Regions from separate parts of the Dromaius novaehollandiae genome. Here region 1 is linked to region 2. Evidence: chromatin contacts called from public Hi-C data. All regions are on one chromosome and are shown on one strand. The core of a region is the stretch at or near the end of the contact, and the rest is flanking DNA. Distances in the headings are between cores, read along the strand shown.

Evidence for each region. A called contact is a pair of places that touch in the nucleus more often than the background predicts.
Region 1: a Hi-C map of liver shows a contact between it and region 2, with 8 times the contacts expected there. The contact joins the enhancer-like site here to the promoter of ANO5 in region 2. A contact is called at or near these places in 3 of 4 Hi-C or Micro-C datasets (brain, liver and ovary).

Annotation. Positions count from the first base shown.
Region 1 is chr5:54,442,156-54,447,803 of bDroNov1.hap1, reverse strand. It overlaps ANO5 (anoctamin 5), which reads right to left. Exons shown (of 19, transcript XM_064512860.1): 11 at 1,632-1,706; 12 at 754-976. Among named protein-coding and RNA genes, the nearest start is that of SLC17A6, 32 kb to the left of the region's middle. Within about 2 kb of position 4,188, at least 2 of the 2 cell types and tissues checked have open chromatin away from gene starts, as enhancers often do.
Region 2 is chr5:54,399,327-54,404,216 of bDroNov1.hap1, reverse strand. ANO5 (anoctamin 5) reads right to left here and starts at 3,377. Exons shown (of 19, transcript XM_064512860.1): 1 at 3,117-3,377. The coding sequence starts at 3,177. It overlaps LOC135328659 (a long non-coding RNA gene), which reads left to right and starts at 3,568. Exons shown (of 3, transcript XR_010389620.1): 1 at 3,568-3,758.

The DNA.
Region 1 (5,648 bases), core at 2,939-5,438, 43 kb before region 2:
AAACAGTTCTAGGGAAGGATATTTCCAACATTCAAGCTCTCACCCCAAGACCATGTATGAAATGGCCACTAAACCAACAGATCCTTCTGGTTCTGCCTGTCTGCCAGCAGCTCTGGAAGGAGTCTGCTGAAGACAACGCTACCGATGGCCATAGCCACAAGATATCTCAGGCCTCACTGCTTCTCGACCCGCTCAGTCTCTGCCTTCAAGCTGTGCAACTCTGGATCTGTAAATCCATAGCTAAGGGAGGCAGTACTGAGACAACACCTGAAATGTATACACTATCCCATCCCCCACTCTACTATCTTTTCCTCCAAAGTAAGAGACATGATTATTTAGCCTTTTTTCTTGTAAAGATGGCTGTTGAAAAGCTGTGATCTGTTTTTAAGAGTATTACTTAATACACATTCAGGATTTCTAAATGAAACACTGCTAAATCAAGACAGCTTCATCTCACTTTGATGAATCTCATGTAACTCAAAATGATTTTTAATTCATGTTCAGAAATATGACTGCCTCTCTGTTGGACTAATTTTAATATATTCAAACATTATACTAAAAGAAACCAGCTTGTGATAACTTTTCAAATGCAGGGAACATGTTCTATATAGCCCTGGATACAAACAAGTAGCTGCTGCAAACATCATAATGCTCCCAGCGTGCCCAAGGTGAGGACGGCTACGTCAAGCACCTCTAGACAGATTCTATCTGTAGTGACTCCTTGAGAGTATTGTCTTCAAGTGCACTGCTTACCCATATCAGTAATCCAGATAGCTATTCTCTCATACAAGAAATTAAGTATCATGATGATGACAAAATTCAGGCATGAGGCTGTGACTGAAGTTGCCAGCTGAGGTGTCAGTAATCCACTGATGGGTTCTAAAGTCTGAGTATTCTCCATGAGGCTGGCAAAGGCAGCATACACTGCAAGACGATACACAATCACAGCTATCATGCTAGCTATAATCAGAGATACCTAAGGAAAGGACAGAGATTTAAAATACATTTACAGCTCAGTATAGCTATATACACACAACTTTGGAAATAACATATAAAGAATCATGCTTTATACTTTTTTATTTCATTCTTTAAGGGCATGAGTTCAGAAGCACTGAAATGCAAAGTACACGGGCGACATCTTGTTTTATTAGATACATTAAACCCACTGAAATTATTTTGTTAACACAAGAAAAGCAAGACAATTTAATACCAATATTCAAAAAATAAATAGTGCAGAAGAATACAGACTCACAGAAATGAAGACAGAAAGGACATATTAAATTATATTGCCCACTTCCTGGTAAATTCGTTGTATAGCTATTTCTCTTAAATTGGCATTACATTTCATTGCAGCGAATATTGTTCTTTTGCCTTTACATTTTATCAAGATGATCTGGTAACAGCATAGTTATCCCTATGCTAGAAAGGCTCACCACATTTCTAGTTAATGACAGATTTCTAAGGTCTTTTATCTTTTTCATCTGAATCGAAGTGCACTTTGCATGACAGCAGGAAATGTACAAGACAATAGTAGAAGGGAAGCTTAAACGCACTAGTACGTGTTAATGGGATGATTAGCGATAATCAGCAATTCTAATACATGTTAAAGTGATGATGCAAAAAATGCTCACCCAGAACAACACTGTAGTTCCTGAGATGCAGAACCGAACAGCCTGGCTAGTTAGAGGCAAATAAGGCTCCATCTCCTGAAACAGTCAAGCAAGCACAGCACAGTTCACAAAACCATAATCTTATTTTAATATCAAGCAGCACAGAGAGCTCTCAACAGCTGTGTGAAAGTGACCACATCCGAGGAAAACCATTCATAACCCCGCTCTCTAAAAGGGCAACTATGACATGATTTTGAATGTTCGGATAAAAAAAATATTTAGGACAGAAGTCGCCATAAACAACGCTAAAAGTAAACGCAATACCTAGAAAGAATAATTAAACCTTGGCAAAATCAATCAGTGTCTGCAGGACAAAGACCCACTTCTTAATCACATGAAGAGGACAGAATTATTTATTGTAATGCTAGGTCAGCTGTCATACAGCTCTGCATTCAAAATTGGACTGAATCTTAAGAGATTCTGCATGTGAAGGTTTTTTAAAATCCTCCTCTACTTGGATGCACCATGTTGTTCCACACAGCCAGAAAGCATTTTCCTCCACTCCTTCAATTTCTTTTTCTTATTGAAGAAATGGCTACATTTATTAGTTGCCAATCTCTGCTGCAGTATCAGGCGGCTAGATCTTACCCAAAAGACTATTCCCATATAGCACAAGAACAGTTTTCCATGTTCGTGTACAGTTCTCTTTTCAGCAATCAGTTCTAATTCCTAAAATATCAGATTACATGTATTAAGAAGAGATTACTTAAGAACTAATGCCAAGGGAAGAAAACTTAATATACAAAAATCTGAAGTTGATAAAACTTTGGGACAAGGCACTGTACTGTGCTTACATGACTCTTGGACAAAGGGGCCCCGATTACTACAGGCTAGCACAATTTTAAGTATGCTACAAATAACTATTTTGAAATTGTAGATACTTGTTTTGAAAGTGGAAGATATTTAAGCTGTAACATGTTGCTGAAGCAAGTTTAGTTTCTGTTACACGAAAGTCCAGAGTGTGCTGAACACACTGGTGTAACATGGCATAATTACTATGAATACAATGGACACACAGCTGAGCAGCACCTTTCCCCTTGAGACAATCAAGTAGTATCAATCATTTGTCCTGACAAATGTTCCTTTTTGATGGCAATATTCTGTAGCCAGATCAGTCAGTAGTATGTTCATATGAATGCAATTTTGTTTTAAACGTAATGTGCTGTTCTCTCATGAGAAAGTAAAACATAGTGCTTACATCTGCCTGAAGTATAGTTACTAAACACTATCATGAATACTTGGGTCTTGACTTACTACAAGGTTTTCGATGGTGATAACAATTAAAGGCTCTATTAATAGTACTATAAAAAAAGCTGAAGATAAGTTGATATGGGCATAGATATCAGGGGACTCTACACAGTAACATTTAATACTTATTATGTATTAAAAAATAGTATCTATATACTATATTAAGAACAAATGTTTCAACATTCTAGGCTATTTAACAAGTAGTTTTCTACTTAAGAACAACATGTAGGCAATAACATTGTGCAGTGACATGGCCTATTTTGAATGGAATGCTTCATTATTTATATAAATTAAGATTCTACTGAAATCAGCAAAAATGAAATTTAGCTATCATCTAGTTAAATACTTCAGCATCACAAGTATGATGCCGATACTTTATCAACAGCAAATGAGGTACCAGTTAAGTCTTGAGGTTGGTGATTTCTATTTCAGCATACCTAGAACTCAGGATCATGGCAGAGTAATGAGAAAATAAGTTTTCTAACTGAAGTAAAGTTTCCTGGGACCCAGTAAACTCTGTGACCTGTATCCGTAACATCTTTTCAGACCACAAAATTAATCTATTTTAAATCATTCTCCTTTCCCATGTTCAGTATTACACATTATCTAACAAAAGGAAATTAGGCTACAGCATGGCTAACCTGTGTAGTTTGCTTTAACTGGGCATTGACAAGCATCACTGCAAAACCCTGCCACACAATAGCTTCTGAAAATCCACCAAGGTAGTAAATGTGATGTTTCATAAAATAAAGGATTATCCAATAATTGAATTTCTATGGCAATTGTCAATCCGTACATAGGGAGCAAAACTAAACAGCTGTGAACAACTGACTCTCCTATATTATAAATCAGTATCTCAGTCTGAGATGAGAAAAATATATTAAGATCCCATTTTTATTTCCTAAATAAAGTCCACTTTATTTCCTAAATAAAGTCCACTTTATTTAGGGAATAAAGTCCACTGCGTGCACTTACAGAGGTAACAATCTCCTCCTCCAGAGCACTAACACAAACGGACTAGCCCATGCTGTCTTTGGCTGTAATCCGCTGTGGCTGACTCACCCCCTGAGACTACGGGTTTTGGTCCATGCTGCACATAACTACTGCCTGTGAGTCAAGTCCACTGCTTCCTTGTCTTCACCCCATTATGCTCTGCTGCAGTATGTTACTCCAGAGAACACGAGGGCCATGCAGTGCCTGTATGGAACCCCTGTTCCTTCCTTCAACTGCAGCAGAACCACAGCGGTTCAGCTGGCTTTGGTTACTGCGCAGCTACGTAAGAAAACGGAGGTTTTGAGCCTAGGCATACAGAAAGACCCATAATAGCAAATACCATGCAACAGGCAGGCATCTGTTTTCAATTAGCTGAACAAGCTAGTCAAAAACTACAATTTGCCTGAAACTGGTTTTCCTGAGCCTGCAGAAAGTAATTCCTCTGCAGAGCTACACTCAAAATCATACTGCAGGATCTTCAAAGATCTCTGTGTGACTGGAGCGTGCAAGTTGCAGTTATGAGAACAACAACATCAATGCTGCATGTGCTGAAAGGGAACAAGAGAAACACTCAAGAGAAATGAGATTAGTGTATATATTCCCTAATTAAGCAGACAGCCCTGAAAGACAGGCTACTGTTTGTATAATAATTGTGCTTCCTATGCTACAGCCAGGTTTCTATTTCTTTTCTGAAGACTGTGTTACTTAGTATACTCATGACTGGTGAAAATAAATTATTTATATACAATACAATTCTAGGAAGAAGGAAGATGATTTAAATACTTCTGATTGAGGCAGTAGATATTGTACTGGAATGTAACCATCTGGTCCCTAAATTTGTCAAATAACTTCTACCTAAATTAAGTTTTAATGAAGATGATTAACTTGTTTAAGAGTTAAATAGTATGGTTAATTGTATCTTAGTTAGATTTCAGACAAAGGACTTCAGCAATCTTCACCTTCCAAGTGCTCCCCAAACTGGATTTGGATATCATAAGTGAAACCACAGCTTATGTCACACTTAAGCATCTTTGTATCAAGACAACTGTTCCTTTCCATGTTGTGTAGGGAATGAGAGAGAGTGCTTTACTGAGAGCACAAAGATTTCAGAGACTGCTATGTTGAAATGTGAATGACACTGTAAAGATGGTGTTAGCAAAGTGAAAGGTATAAGCTGTGTCTCAGTATTCCTCATTTAATCTATCAATTTCCTGTGGAAATTAAAATCATTAAAGGACATCTAATTATAATTATGAACACATCTCAGTGGAAGAAAACCACACTCTCATTTATTCTGGCTCAAGAAGCCTAGCTAAGACACCTACACAGAGAACCATGATCTAAGAGGTGGGGCATGCCTGTCATGCAACAGGTCGAAGTGCTAAGAGCCAGTTACAGTTAACTTCAGACTGGAAAATGGTACAGCCGCACCACCGTGGCATTGTGCCAGGATAAAGAGACCCCTCAAAGGCAGGGCTATTAGCTCCAGTACCAATCAGTGCTATCACTGCAACACTGCTTTCACCAGTTAAAGAGCTTATATCTGATTTTAGTCAACCAAAGAGTGCAAACCTCAGCTCTCACCGACTGGATGCCTTCAGCGAGAAAACAGTAAGTGTTACCAAATTCTGCTTTGATACCCAATGCATTCCATTGTGTTCAGTTAGCCTGCAACAGGGGGTTGTTGGCACCATGTTCTATATATTGAAGCCAAGACCTTTGTGATCATACACATAC
Region 2 (4,890 bases), core at 2,128-4,627:
TTTTTTTATTGACACAGTCTTTGGATAGAATTCATATTTAAGAAGTGCGGTGGAATGGGGTTGAAGTTTTCAGTTTTTCATTAAAAACACCACAGCATATGCATGGCAGAGATATAAAGCACTATTATGCCAAGCTGTAAGAATCAGTTCCAAAACACACACTTTCCTACCACAAACTGCAGTTTTCTGTTAAAACAAGGTTTACCTTTTGGATAACCAGCACATACCTGAACTGTGCCTGGACAGTGATGCATCTCAGCCAGTAAAGAAATTCCGTTCAGGAGTTACATGTTGGTTAATCTAATGGAACAGTTTCTCACTTATCTTTCATATTCTGAATATGTGTTTACATTTGTTGCAGTTTTTATTTCATTGTCTAGGAATAGTCTTTCAAATTGTTTTCTGGTTCACAAATCTTCCAGTTTAGTCCTGTGGGAACATGATATCCCATTCTACATTATATCTCCATTTCTACAAATGGACCAGAAATTATTACATACATTTCTTCAATAATTAATGACAGATGTGGCTTTGAAAAGAGCCCCATATTTAATTTTTATTATTGGTATTAATCATAATAGTTCCAATTATGTATGTGCAGTAACACTATCAAATGATATTAAAATTTGGCCCAGAATGCTGATGCATTATTAGAATGCAATAAACTGGAATAAATGCTGTTCAGAAGTCACCACATCAGCTTTTCTTGATATTTTGCTACCTACTTTCTCAGATGATGGAAGATGAGCAAGATGCCAAACAACAGAAGCCAGCATTTGAAATTAGAGCAATCAAGGTAAATCTTAGAAACACGATCCATAGCAGAGACCAGTCTCCTGCTACTGAAGGCAAATGCTGTATAATCTCTTACCATCTGCTACAATACGCTGGGTTCAAACCACACTTTCAGAAGTTTTGCAAAAAGAACCCCCAATACACAGGTGGCCCATTTCAAAACATGACACTGAGCCAATTACTAGTTTCCGGAAGATTCACAGCCTCAGGACATATCCCACAACACAGCTAGTGTAGTACTAATATTTCAGGCTAAAAAAAAAAAAAAATTTGTAATAACACTGAAAGACAGCACAGACCTAAGGAAATACGCCTAACAACATATTATGGTCTTCTTCCTGTGATATTTATATTCAGATTTCACAAGTTCATTTTTCTTAGTTTTTAATATTTAGGTAAATATCACATCTTCAACAAAAAGCGAAACCACACAAATGCAAATGGAAACTATTACCTCATTCTGCTATAATTCAACAGGAAGCAAGAAAGCTTCCTTCAAGGTAGAAGGCTCGGCATATGGCCTCTACGTGCAGACCGCAAGCTGAACTTTCTGCTGCTGGTAGGTAGGTTTTCATTTACATAACCTATTCTTCAGGATTTACTATTGAAATGCAGTAGTAAAACAGAATTAAATGCACGTTCACTCGCCAAATAAGAGCATGTCTTTAAGGAAAATATGCAGCAGTTGCCCTTCCTCCTGCCTTGTTCCTACCGACTCACACAGACCCTCCTTCTGCACGTCAGATATCTACAGCGTTGAGTCTCCTTAAGAGGCTACGTTTTTCTCAGAAGCACAAAGCACGTGTTTAGATCTACTAGAAGTCCTAGTGGAGATCTTATGTGCATATTGTTAACTTTCATAGACCGCTACTGATGGAAGATTATTTAATCAAAGACTTTTTTACCCTAAGAAATTCTTGAACAACATATTAACATAGACGTTTTCTCCTCTATCTACTACAGTCCAATTTCTGCTTCAGCAAAGTGATAAGATAAAAAAAAAAAAAAAAAAAAAAAGAAGAAGATTTTGCACACACAGTAATGTGTTATGGTACTGTAAAATCTAATAAATCATCCTTGTTCACTGAAACCCCTCAAACCTCCTTATGTTCAATGTTTATGACTAATGAACCACAAAATTTACATGGGAAAACTGGATGTTAGGGAATCATGTTTACAAACCTGACTTCCCAACACCGTTCCCTGAATGGTTATTGTATATTTTGCAAACATTTAATTTCCTGTTAATCATGACGAATATTTAGCCTCAAGCTACTTCAGAAGAAAACAACTACTGCTTAGGACAGTGAGACAGTTTTAAGCACATTTCTGTGCTTATGTGCAGTGGGAAGGGCAATGACTCAGGTCTCCCCACAAGGCTTTGGAAACGCGTTGCTGGCCAAGAGGCTGTAATATCCCCATCTGCTTCAGTTCAGTCTGCCAACTGCAAGATGCTTTCACGGAGACAGCAAATGTCTGTCTGACACCAGCTGCGACCTCCTGCCTCTCGAGGAGCTGCACTATGCTACGCTTGTGCTTGTCATTGCAAATAGCTTCCTTTGGATAGTTTTCACAGGCATTACTTGCAGTCCTATTTCTCTAAAACAATACTGTCAAATACTTTGAAAAAACACGACTTTATGCTACTGCTTAGAGTGTTTAAAATAGCAATATGTATTTTTCTAAAAGACACAGCAATCAGGCTTGTGAGGGAAAATCAGGAGCCTGTGAACCCAAGACACCTCTCTAGATGCTGCTGGCGGTCCCTTCCCTCGTTTTGAGCCTTTACTTCTAGGACTGATGTGAAGAAGCATGACGCAAGGAAGTTTTTCCAGCTCGATGTTTTCCTCTCCCGTTTTCTTTTTGTAAAGACTGAAGGATCTGTCCAAAAATATCCATGTACAGTCTCATATCCGACCGTTGTTTTGCATCGCCAGGCAACGCACGCCCGGCATTTACGCCAACTCACTTTACGAAATCATAACGTTACCTCATTAATTATCAAAAATTACGTTAGGCAGCGACGCGGGCTGGAAGCCACCGCGGCTACCGCCAAGCGCAGGCCCCGCGGCGCCCCGCACGCACAGAGCCCCGCCTAACACCGCCCCGCCGGCGGGGGCTGCGCCAGCCTGGCCAGGGCGGCCGCGGCCACCCGCTCCGGAGGCGACGACCAACAGACCCTGCTTCAAACCGCTCCGCTGACCGCCGCCGGCCCCGCGCCACGGTGCCGAAAGCCCCGCCGCCACCGCCGGGCGGGAAGCGGCGCCGCGCCGGGCCCCGCGGCCCCCGCGCCGCGCCCAGCCGCCCCCGGCGGCACCTACCGTCGGAGGTCAGCGCCATCTCTATGAGGGTCTCGTCCGCCTTCCTGCCCAGGCGGCTCATGGCGGCTGCCGCCCCCTCCCCCGGCGGCCTCGGCTCGGCTCAGCCCGGCGCGGCGCGACGCGACGCGGCTGCCCCTCCTTAAGCGGCGGCGCGGGGGGGCGACTGAGGGGCCGCGCGCCTCCACGGCGGCGCTGGGCACCCGCGCGTGCATGCGCACTGCCCGCCCCGGCGGCGGTGGGGGCGGCCGCCGCCCAGCCCCGCCCCGCCCCGCCCCGCCCCGTCGCGCGGCCGTTGGCGCGGCGGGAAGCGGGGTGGCGCCGTTGCGCCTCAGGCGGGGCGGTGCGGCGCGGCGTGAGGGGCGGCCGGGGGGGCGGGTTGGGGGGAGCCTCCTCCCGGCCGCTTGGCCCCGCGGATGGGCGGGGGGGGCGGTGCCGCCAACGGCACGGGGAGCCGCGGGGCCCTGGGCGGGAGCCGAGCGGGGCTGCAGCACCGAGGGCCCTTCTGTGCCCCTCTCGTACCGTTTTTGTGCCTTTCTGAAGGAAAATGCCCCCCCTAAGCAGAGTTGTGTCGAGACGATCCGTGTCTCTGCGGTTTCGTGTTGTCCAGAGTCTCGAGGACTTTTTGGTTGATGCAGTCGCTGGGTAAGGACTCTGTTAAAAACTGTTAGGTTTGTACTGAGGACACTGAAATAACTACCAAAAACAAGCTGGGGAAGCATCTGAAACCCGAATGTTACACAGAACCCCGGTTTTAAAAATGAGACTTTCAGCACTGCCTAAGAGTTTCAGCAGAGCAGCCCCCTTTGGCAGCGTTACTGGTCCCGCTGGCTGCAGCGAAGGGGTTGTCTTGCTTTTGGGCGGGGTTTTTGTAATAATAGAGCAAAGAGAAGAAGTTAAGGAAGTGGGAGAGAATAATATTCCCTTCGTTAGTCTCACTTTTCTTTACTGAGGACCAACTTGAGCTTGCTTTGATCGCACTGCGAGGACGACCGGCGCAGCGCACAGGCCTCTCGCATGCTCCGAGGGCTGATTTGTGCAGGTGTCAGGCAAAGTGGGAAGTTGCTATTAGCTGTCCTGATGGCAGCTTTTCCATGCGTGAAGCAGCCTCACTTTATCATCATCATCTTCAGCAGCTAGGGGTCGTTTCCAATACTCTCTCCATTTATTTCACATACGTTCTGTTCGCTAACATCATTTCAGGGCAGACCCTGAGGCCTTTTCTCAGATCAGCTTTGCATGTGCACCTTTTACTGACTAAAAAACAGCTTCATGCAACAAGCTGATTTGCAGTCCTGCTACCTGGGCACCTGATGCACAACAGCAGTATCATGATGGGATTTCTCAAGCACGAAGTAAAGTACAGTGAGTCAAAGTTACTTTGGGGTTGTGTTCAGGTCTACATGTAGTATTAGGCCTTTATTTTTCATGCATCATGTAACTGCTTCTAGAAATGTATTTTTAGTCAAAAGCGAGACTAACAACATATTTGGTTGCTTTCCAAAGTCTGAAATGCTTAGCTTGGATTTTAATCCGAAGATACAGGTTAGTGGGAACAAAAAGTACAGAAATGACATACCAAAGGAATCATTTAAGAACTTGAAAGTGCATACAATTCACTTGGTCACAATGATTACTTTAAAAGCTGCATTTTCTAAGCCTTTAATTTTATCACAGCTTTATATTATAGGATAAAAGCTTTTATGCCCATAGAAGATGCAGTTAGCAGCCAGTATTCAGTAAGAGCCAGGAATAGCAAGGATTTCAGTGGCCAAGG